Regions from separate parts of the Athene noctua genome. Here region 1 is linked to region 2. A link is a contact called in public Hi-C data. All regions are on one chromosome and are shown on one strand. The core of a region is the stretch at or near the end of the contact, and the rest is flanking DNA. Distances in the headings are between cores, read along the strand shown. Region 1 holds the start of LCORL (ligand dependent nuclear receptor corepressor like). Region 2 holds the start of LAP3 (leucine aminopeptidase 3).

Region 1 (4,136 bases), core at 1,061-3,560, 190 kb before region 2:
CTGCTATCTGTTACCAAAGTTTTGTTCATTCCAGTGGAAGAAGAACTGATCTTCAGGGCTGTGCTCTACATGCAATCCCTGAATATGTCCTTCACCCACAAAAAATAACATCTTTAAGAAGTTCAGAAAGAAATAACCATCACGGAACGTTTGCAGGAGAAGGAAATGCACAACAGACTTTTTTCTTTTTTTTAAGCCCATTTTATGGCAAATTTTTTTTTCTTTTTTTTTTTTCTTTTTTTTTTTTTTTTTTACTGGAGGATATTGTTAGTTTGAAACTGATGCATTCTATCCAAATGAGGTTGCATTTTAGTTTGTGTGTGTTTTGACAATGCCTTCCCAGAGTTGCCTTGTTTTTTGACGTTTCTCTGAGGCAAGGCTGATAATTTTTGTTGCTGTTTGGAAGTCCAGTGCAAATAAGAGAGCCAAAGTACTCACAACAGATCCGAGGTGAAGAAAGAGGTAGTCAGGAGACTGGCAAGCTGCTGCTTGATATTTATTGCTGGCTGCCATGATGAAAAGTAGAAGAAGCAGTAGGCTGCCTTTTCACCTGCACGTCCAGTCTTGCCATTATCCTGAAATGATCTACTGAAAGGTAGTAGGGGCTCCATTCTTAAATAACCCTGCTTCTGGTTGCACTGACGCTCTACACAGATACATAGAGGGATGAATGAGTGGGGAAAGGCTTCCCGTTCTTTATACAAAATTGAAGCTACTCTGCAGCTTTGACACAGTATCGCTGTTGTTAACTCTGCTCATCTGCTCTGCTCTAGCACAAGAAAAAAATTGTGCATGGTTAGGGGTGACATGATTCTTTCCAGCACTGCTCCTTCAACCCTTATGGGGGAAGAAGGGGAGAAGCAAGGGTGTCTTGTTTTCTATGGCCTTACAAAATCCTGTTTTCTATCACAACCTGCGAATAGGCACAGGAAATGCCATTTCTTGCTGAAGTAATGCTGCATGCTTAGAGAGAGAAGGGGAGCATGGGGGAGGAGGAGGCAGTCAAAGACACACCAGGATCTGAGAAAACAGCAATATCTTGATTTTTCTGTCTGGGGAATTCAAGACTGCTAATTGCTCTCTTGCAAGGCACGGGTGGCAACTGTCACATTAGACTGGTGCTGAGGGATGTCTGTCTTGTGCTGGAGTCTGGAGGTATAGCATGGAGCTGACTCTGTGCAGAGCAGCAAAACCGACTGTCCAAGCTGTTGTCAGATGCTCCAAATAATCCAATCTGACATTCGTGTGTTAAATTTCTTGCAGTTATCTTAATCTGACTTTAGGTTCCGAAGTCATTCGTAGGTAGATAGTTCCATGCTAGTGTTTTCCAAAGAGGTGGTGGGAGATAATGCTGTGTTCCGTGTGGCACCGGTCCCCATGTCGCCTCCCTGTCCTATCAACACCCTTATAAAAAGAGGGATGGCAGCAAAGCCGTTAGAAAGAGACTCGTGAACTGAGCAGTAGTTTACAGAACTCTGGGAAATCGCCATACAGAGTGAATGTGGCCAGCTAGTTAGCATTGTGGCCAGCTTAGCATTGTGCCTTCCCTCGTGTGACAGCCCCGTCCGTGCAGGTGGTGGAGTAAGGGACGCCCGGGGGAACGGGCTGCCATGATGGGCAGCAGCCCGCGGGGGGAATGGAGGCGGAGGAGGCTGCGGGGGGCCCGCGGGCCACGAAGGAGCTCCGCTCCAAGCAGCCCCCGGGGGGGAGGGGGGGGGTGAGGAGCATGGGACGAGGGCGAGAGCTGCGCCGGGTTTTGAGATCCTCTTAACCCGGAGCTGCTTCTGCCCGAGCTGCTGCGGTGCTGAGAGGCGCGGGGCGAGAGCCGCCCTGCGGTGCGGAGCTCAGGCAGCGCGGAGCCATCGGAAGCGCGGCGGGGAAAGCGCCAGGGTGGGGGCCGGTCCCCCGCCCTCCGCCAACTACAGCTCCCGGCGTGCGCTGCTGCCGCCGGCCCCGGCTGGGCTGGGCGGGCGGCGCGCGGCCCTGCGGGAGCTGTAGGCCGGGGGACACCGATGGGACCCGGGGCGGGGGGGGGCAGGGCGCGGCGGGCCCGGGTACCGACCCGGCCGCTGCCGGCGCGGGGGGCCGGGGCCCGGGGGGCCGCGGCGGGGCGGGGCGGGGGCGCCGCGGGGAGCGGGGACACGTGTCCGTCACCCCGCCAGGCGGCGCGCGCTCCCCGCCCCGGATGCTGGGCGGGGGGGGCGGGGGGGGCTCGGGCACGCGCTCGACGAGGCAAAGGGGGGTGGGGGGGAGGGAGAGGAGCCGGGGGAGCGCGCGCTCGTATGTAAATGAGCGGGCGTGAGGTCAGAGGCAGATGGAAAAGGGAACAGACAGAATGGCCGCCGCGGCTCCCGCTCCTCCTGCCGCCGCCTCCCAGTGCCGGAGCCCCCGCTGCACGGCGGAGCGCAGGGGAGTCCGCCGAGAACTCGACTCCTGGCGGCACCGGCTCATGCACTGTGTGGGTAAGAGACGGGGGGGCGACGGGCTATCCCGGCCGTGGTGGGGGGGACCGGGCAGCGGGGCTCCTGAGGGAAGGGGTGGCCGGGCGGGAAGCGGGGTCTGCGCGGGGGGGAGCGGGCGAGGCGCCCTGAGCACGGGTCTCTCGGGTGGGGGGGTTGGTGGGGGGGAGCGAGGATGGAGGAGCGGCTCCGGCGGCTTTCTCGGAGGGCGGAAGCGGAGACGGGGTCTGTGGGGGAGAGCGAAGGTCCTCAGCCGCCTCCGGGCAGCGGAGGGTGGGTGCTACGGCGTCGGCTGGGGCCGCTCGGTCCCTCCCTTCGCCGCCGGCCGAGACCCTTTCTCGGCTCGGGTCCTTTTGTCTCGGCTTCTCGTCGTTGGCGCGGCGAGTGCCGGTGGCTGCCCCCCTCCTCTCCTCCTCCATCGCCAGTGCCTGGGGGGCGGAGGGGGGAGGGAGGGAGGGAGCCCGCCTCTGTGTGTGTGTGTGTGTGCGCCTTTAAGAGGGCGCCGTTCCTGCACTGACGGTTGGGATTTGAAGTTTTCCCTCCCCCTGGAAGTTGTCATGGCGACGGCAGTTCTCCCCTCGCGCTCCCCCCCCCCCGCCCCGCGGGCTGCCCCCGTGGCTCTCGTGCCGCCGGGGCGTCCGTCGTCCGTGTCCCCGCGGTCACGTGACACCCCCCTGCGTGTCGCCTCTCGGCGGCGTTGGCGCGCGGGGGGAGCCCCGCCGGGGGACGGCGCCGCTGCCCTCGGCCCCGCCGCGACCTGGGCGCGGGGTGAGGGCTTCGGTGCCGGGAGCTGCTTGTTTGTATCGCTTCAACAGCCGCTTCCCTTCGGAGGGAAATAGATAAAATCGTCAGGTAGTGTGCTAGTGTCGGGACTGACCCTCCCTCACGGCTGAGCGGTGGAAGCACCGCTGGATGTGACCGGGAGGGTAAGCAGCAGTTCAGTCGGTGTTTCTGCGTGTGCTCGAGACGAGATCAAAGTAAGAAGTAAATGCTTAACAAGGAGCTCCATCTATAATTACAGGAGATTAGCTTTGTCCGGGTTTGTGAGGCTTGTTACATATTTCCAGTAACTTGGTAGCTGCTTCATGCACATATGCTGCTTGTTCTTACTCTGTTGCCTCAATAACACTGTTAATACCTGTTATAACACCTGTGTGCATATCATGATACCTGTGTCCGCTCGCGCCATTTTCTTAATCCTTCAAGTTATAATACTGTTTGGGAAGACAATGTTTATGTATTTCCATACGCTAATGCTTCTTGAGGAAAGAATGCAGTTTAATTAGAATACGTAGGGAGAGCTAGTTTATTGGCATAGCAATAAACTGTTAAATCTGATAGACTGATGGCTCTCACAGTGTATAAATGTCTGTTCCTCTGGCTGCCTGTTATGTAATGGCATTTCAGTTTTAAATTTAAACTAAAATCCTAAGAGTCTGCTTGACAATTGACAACTGAAGGGCTTTCAGGTGGTAATGGTGTGCTTGCAGATGTGTTTGGGGAACACAGTTGCACAGCACGATCAACACTGACAAGGACTACAAAGAAATGTAATGAATGCTCTGTAAGACAAAAATTCGCCATATGTTGGGTCCTCTGCTGGGCAGACCTGTTGTGTTTAGGGAACTTCAAAGTTATTTTTTAGGTTGCTCTTTCACTGAGAATTGCAAAGTATAA
Region 2 (4,080 bases), core at 175-2,674:
GCACAGAGCAGGAGATTTCAACAAAACTCACATCTTTTGTTGAGAGGGGGGAAGAAGAGCAAAGCATTTATACAAGCACGGCAGAGAACTCAGCTTCAAATAAGATGCAAGCCAAACCTCAGACATTAGTCAACATGCAGACAAAAATCCCAAGTTTATACCTGATGCAAACCATGGAATATGCGTGTTTTGCCTTTTTTCAAAGGTGGCCCACACCTAGGACACAAAGAGATTCTTTCAGTAAAGTCCTTATCAGTGATAAATCTTATGGTACAATGTTCAGTCCACAACCACAGTGCTCTGAGATGTTTGGCTCAGTGCCGATTCAAAGAAAAGCACAGTGCCCATGAACATTTTGCCTGTTTCCTCAGTGCTTCACTCGTCCAGAGGAGCTCACCTCCAAACTGCTTGGCCTGGTAGAAGCAAATACCAGCCTGAGAAGTGGCATGGACACAAAGACTAATAGTGATACAAGAGACCATTCTTACTGGTGTTTGCAGGTACTTTAATCCATTTCAGCAGCTTACACACACTTACAGGGACAGAAGTTCCCTCAACTTTCCAGACACAAGTCTATCGAAAGCATCTCCTGCACTAGTGAACTGGGCAGCACCTTCATCCTTTTCACTTGAGTAGATTCCCAGAACGAGACCCTAAAAAAGGAGGACATGTGTTAATATAAACACCATGGAAGGTAGAGACCCATCTGAAAGGCGGCAAGCACCCTGTTCAAACCGCGGCTGCTGCCCTATGTATCCATCCCAGTTGATGTATTTATCCCACGTGATGCAGAGCGACACTTTGGTAAACCAGGATAAACTACAACGACTTGGCTTGGAAAAGGAATTAGATGCAGTATGACTAGAGTTATAATCATTTTGCTTCACACGGAGAGACAAAAACTCTTTCAACCTGTAATTTTAAGTACAAAAGAGCCTTTGGGGTTTTTTTCCCCCCTCCCCACCCGCAGACGCCCAGCCAGTCGCACCCACGTGAGCGCGGCGGGCAGCCGCGCCGCTCCCCGCCCGAGCCCACCGGCAGGCAGCGAGGCGCCGGGGCAGGGCGGGAGCCCGGCGGGGAACGTCCCCGGGGCGCAGCCTCCCGCCGGGCACGGCGCCCGCCCCGACACCGCCCGGTTCACGAGTTCAAGCGCCAGGCCGGGCCGGGGGGCACTCGGCGACTCCAGGTCAGCCCACGGCCCCCGCCACCCCTCACCTTCCCGCCCGCCCCACGGCTGTAGCCCCGCGGCGAGGGTCCCTGCGCCGAGCAGCTGCAGGCCAGGGGCAGAGCACGGCGGAGGCGGCGCACAGGCACCCTCCGCACGCAGCGCAGCAGCATGGCGGGCACCCGGCGCGGCGGCACAGCGCGGAACGGAACGGGCCGGCCCCGAGCCCGGCGCGCTGGCGGCCTCATCAGGCGGCGCCGCGCGGGGCGGGGCCGGCGGGGGGCGGGGCCGAGGCGTCAGCGCAGCGTCGGAGGCGGCTCCGGGCGCGGCGCTGGGGCGGGCTCCGCCTTTCTGCCCGCCCGCGGCGCGCTCTACGTAAGTATTCGCGCGTGGTGCGGGGCTGAAACAACTCCTCTTGTGGGCTCGTCACAGATTTAAAAACACAGTCCTGGTATGCAAACGGCACGTTCAACTTGCGTATTGAAGATTAAAGTGTAAATTCGGTATGAAAGAAGAATAAAAGCTTCATTGCAAATGCAAACTCAACAGACTTACGTTAATTTCCATGGAGGATGATGGTTTACTCGTATAGTATCACCATGTCTGTCGAGGAAGAGTTGATCAAGTTCTAAGAGAAAGCAGTAACAATGCCAGAGTGAAATTTAAAAAAAAAAAAAAAAAAAAAGTGATAAATGAAAATAAAAGACCGGTGTGAATGACTGTGGTTATATTGTATCAGGAAAATTCACACCAAAATACTGGGCCATTAGTGTAATGTCAGTAGATTCATGCTTCTCTAGCAAAAGAACTGCTTGGAGTTTGCTGACATTTATTGTATCATCAGTACGAAAAGCCAGAGTTTCAGTGGCACTGAACACTCACCAGATTTTAATGACAAGGGATCCCTTTTTTTTTTTTTTTTTTTTTTAGAAATGTGAAACATAGGTTATAAGTAATTTGCTTTCATGTCTCAGATTCTAACACTTTGTGACACTATGTATAACAATTAGTTTGCTTTTCCATACATCTCTAACTGAATTTACATTGTTTCATCAGCAGAACACTAGGAAGAGCAGTAGCTGGGCCTGTTCCCTAGCAGTATATTGCAGTTCCCACCTAACCACTTTTCCCATGAAATGGTACAGAAAGAGATAACATGTCTTGTGAAGAACAGTGGCACTCAGAGACGATGGGGGAAATTGCATCTATTTTGATTTATGTTGTAAAATTAAATTTTTTAACATTAAACCATAACATTATTTAAAGAATCAAGATGGTAGTTAGTTTTTAGCTTCATTTATTTTGGAGAGGCTCTTAGAATGGTTTCTTAGTTCTTTGAAGAATGGCTCCTTAGCTTCTCCACCTCTGCATGGAGCTTCTATATATTCTGCATCTACAAATTAAGCAGACATTTTCAGGGTATATGAAGTTGTGTTTAATTTTATGGAGGGATAGGATTTGACCCATAATCTCTTCAAAGCTCTGAGAAGATATTTCTCATGAATGTTGTCATCTGGGATTTCAAATTTTCAAAAGTACCCCCAAGGAAGTCTTCATTTCCACATGCTGAGCATGCATATGGTCAGATACACTATGTGAAGCGTAACTAAAATGAAAATGTGTAAATTAAGTAGATCACACATCAAGTTCCACATTTTTTGAAAGTATTTTATGATGTACAAGGGAAAGCTGAAAAGGTCTAAGTGATAGACTTACCTATTGTTAACTTTAAGGTGTGCTTTGTGTACATCTTAACTGTGCAAGATTTCATTTAACCCTTTTTTCCTAGGGCGAAGATTCTATGCATTGTCCCATTGCTGTGTCTTAGCAGTGCTTAAACTGAGACAACCTGTGCAGCTGAAAGGGTTTTTAGCCTTATATCTGTTTCGTTCAGTTTAATTCATGCATGGTAATACTTCTGTTCGCTCTAAAGTGAACTGAAAACACTATTTTCTCACAAGTCACAAAACAACCATTCGGTGATAATGTTTTTTGGTCATTCAGCTCATGCAGCTACAGTATCCCACAATAATACTTCATACCTCTGCTGCGAGAAATCTTCTCTTGGACCGTTATTGCCGAGTATGCTTCATTGTTGCATAGATTCAAACCAAGAAATTAAAAAGTTGATCAGCCTAGCTATCCCTCTTTATCTGCACAGTGTACTCAAATGTTTTTCTTTCAGAGCTACTGTGACCTGTCTAGGAAACTAGTCTAACAAATCTTTAATCTTGTCCTTACCTAAGTAGTCACATGGCTCTTAGTAACTAGTTTTTGGGGGAAGTTGGAGGGGCATTAAAGCAGTTCATTAGCAGTATAAAAAATGTGTTGTAATACATGCACATAGTACTACTGAAAAGCATTTCCAAAGCAATTGCTCTATATGGAGGATTTTAAAATCTGCTTCCTTCTCACTTCCTAAACGGAATTAGATTTAGTGAAGGCTAAGTTATGTATTACAATGTAATTCCTACTGTATAAAAACTACTTCTAAATTATATGTTCATAGAACAGTTACAAATGGCAAATACTTCATTTTCTACTTGTGTAATTGTACTGCAGTTTAAGGTCTTCTATTTCAGAGCCACTCGATTTTCTGGGAGAGGAAGGTGGTGGTACCACAGAGGCCTCTGTGGACAGTTTTCTGGACAATAGTGTGCTGTTACCATCTCACTCACCTTCACAGCCTGGGTGGGTTTGCTGCCTATCCATGTCCTGGGTATCACACCATCTGCCTGGGGTCATGGCCCAGGGTAGAGACTGAGTGAAAGCACCAGTAAAATTAGAACAGTGAGGTAAGTGCATGGCATAAGTTAGTAATCACTTTTTCTGCCTTACTGAGCCTCCTTTATGCTGAAATTGTAACAGTGCTCTAGACTCATCAAAACTTGCAGCCTGCCTCTTAAATTTTTATG

The links. A called contact is a pair of places that touch in the nucleus more often than the background predicts.
Region 1: a Hi-C map of liver shows a contact between it and region 2, with 2.9 times the contacts expected there. The contact joins the promoter of LCORL here to the promoter of LAP3 in region 2. A contact is called at or near these places in 2 of 2 Hi-C or Micro-C datasets (heart and liver).

The regions. Positions count from the first base shown.
Region 1 is chr4:18,025,765-18,029,900 of bAthNoc1.hap1.1, reverse strand. LCORL (ligand dependent nuclear receptor corepressor like) reads left to right here and starts at 2,310. Exons shown (of 9, transcript XM_074904572.1): 1 at 2,310-2,462. The coding sequence starts at 2,315.
Region 2 is chr4:17,838,913-17,842,992 of bAthNoc1.hap1.1, reverse strand. It overlaps LAP3 (leucine aminopeptidase 3), which reads right to left and starts at 1,424. Exons shown (of 12, transcript XM_074903776.1): 1 at 1,216-1,424; 2 at 538-653; 3 at 162-216. The coding sequence starts at 1,413.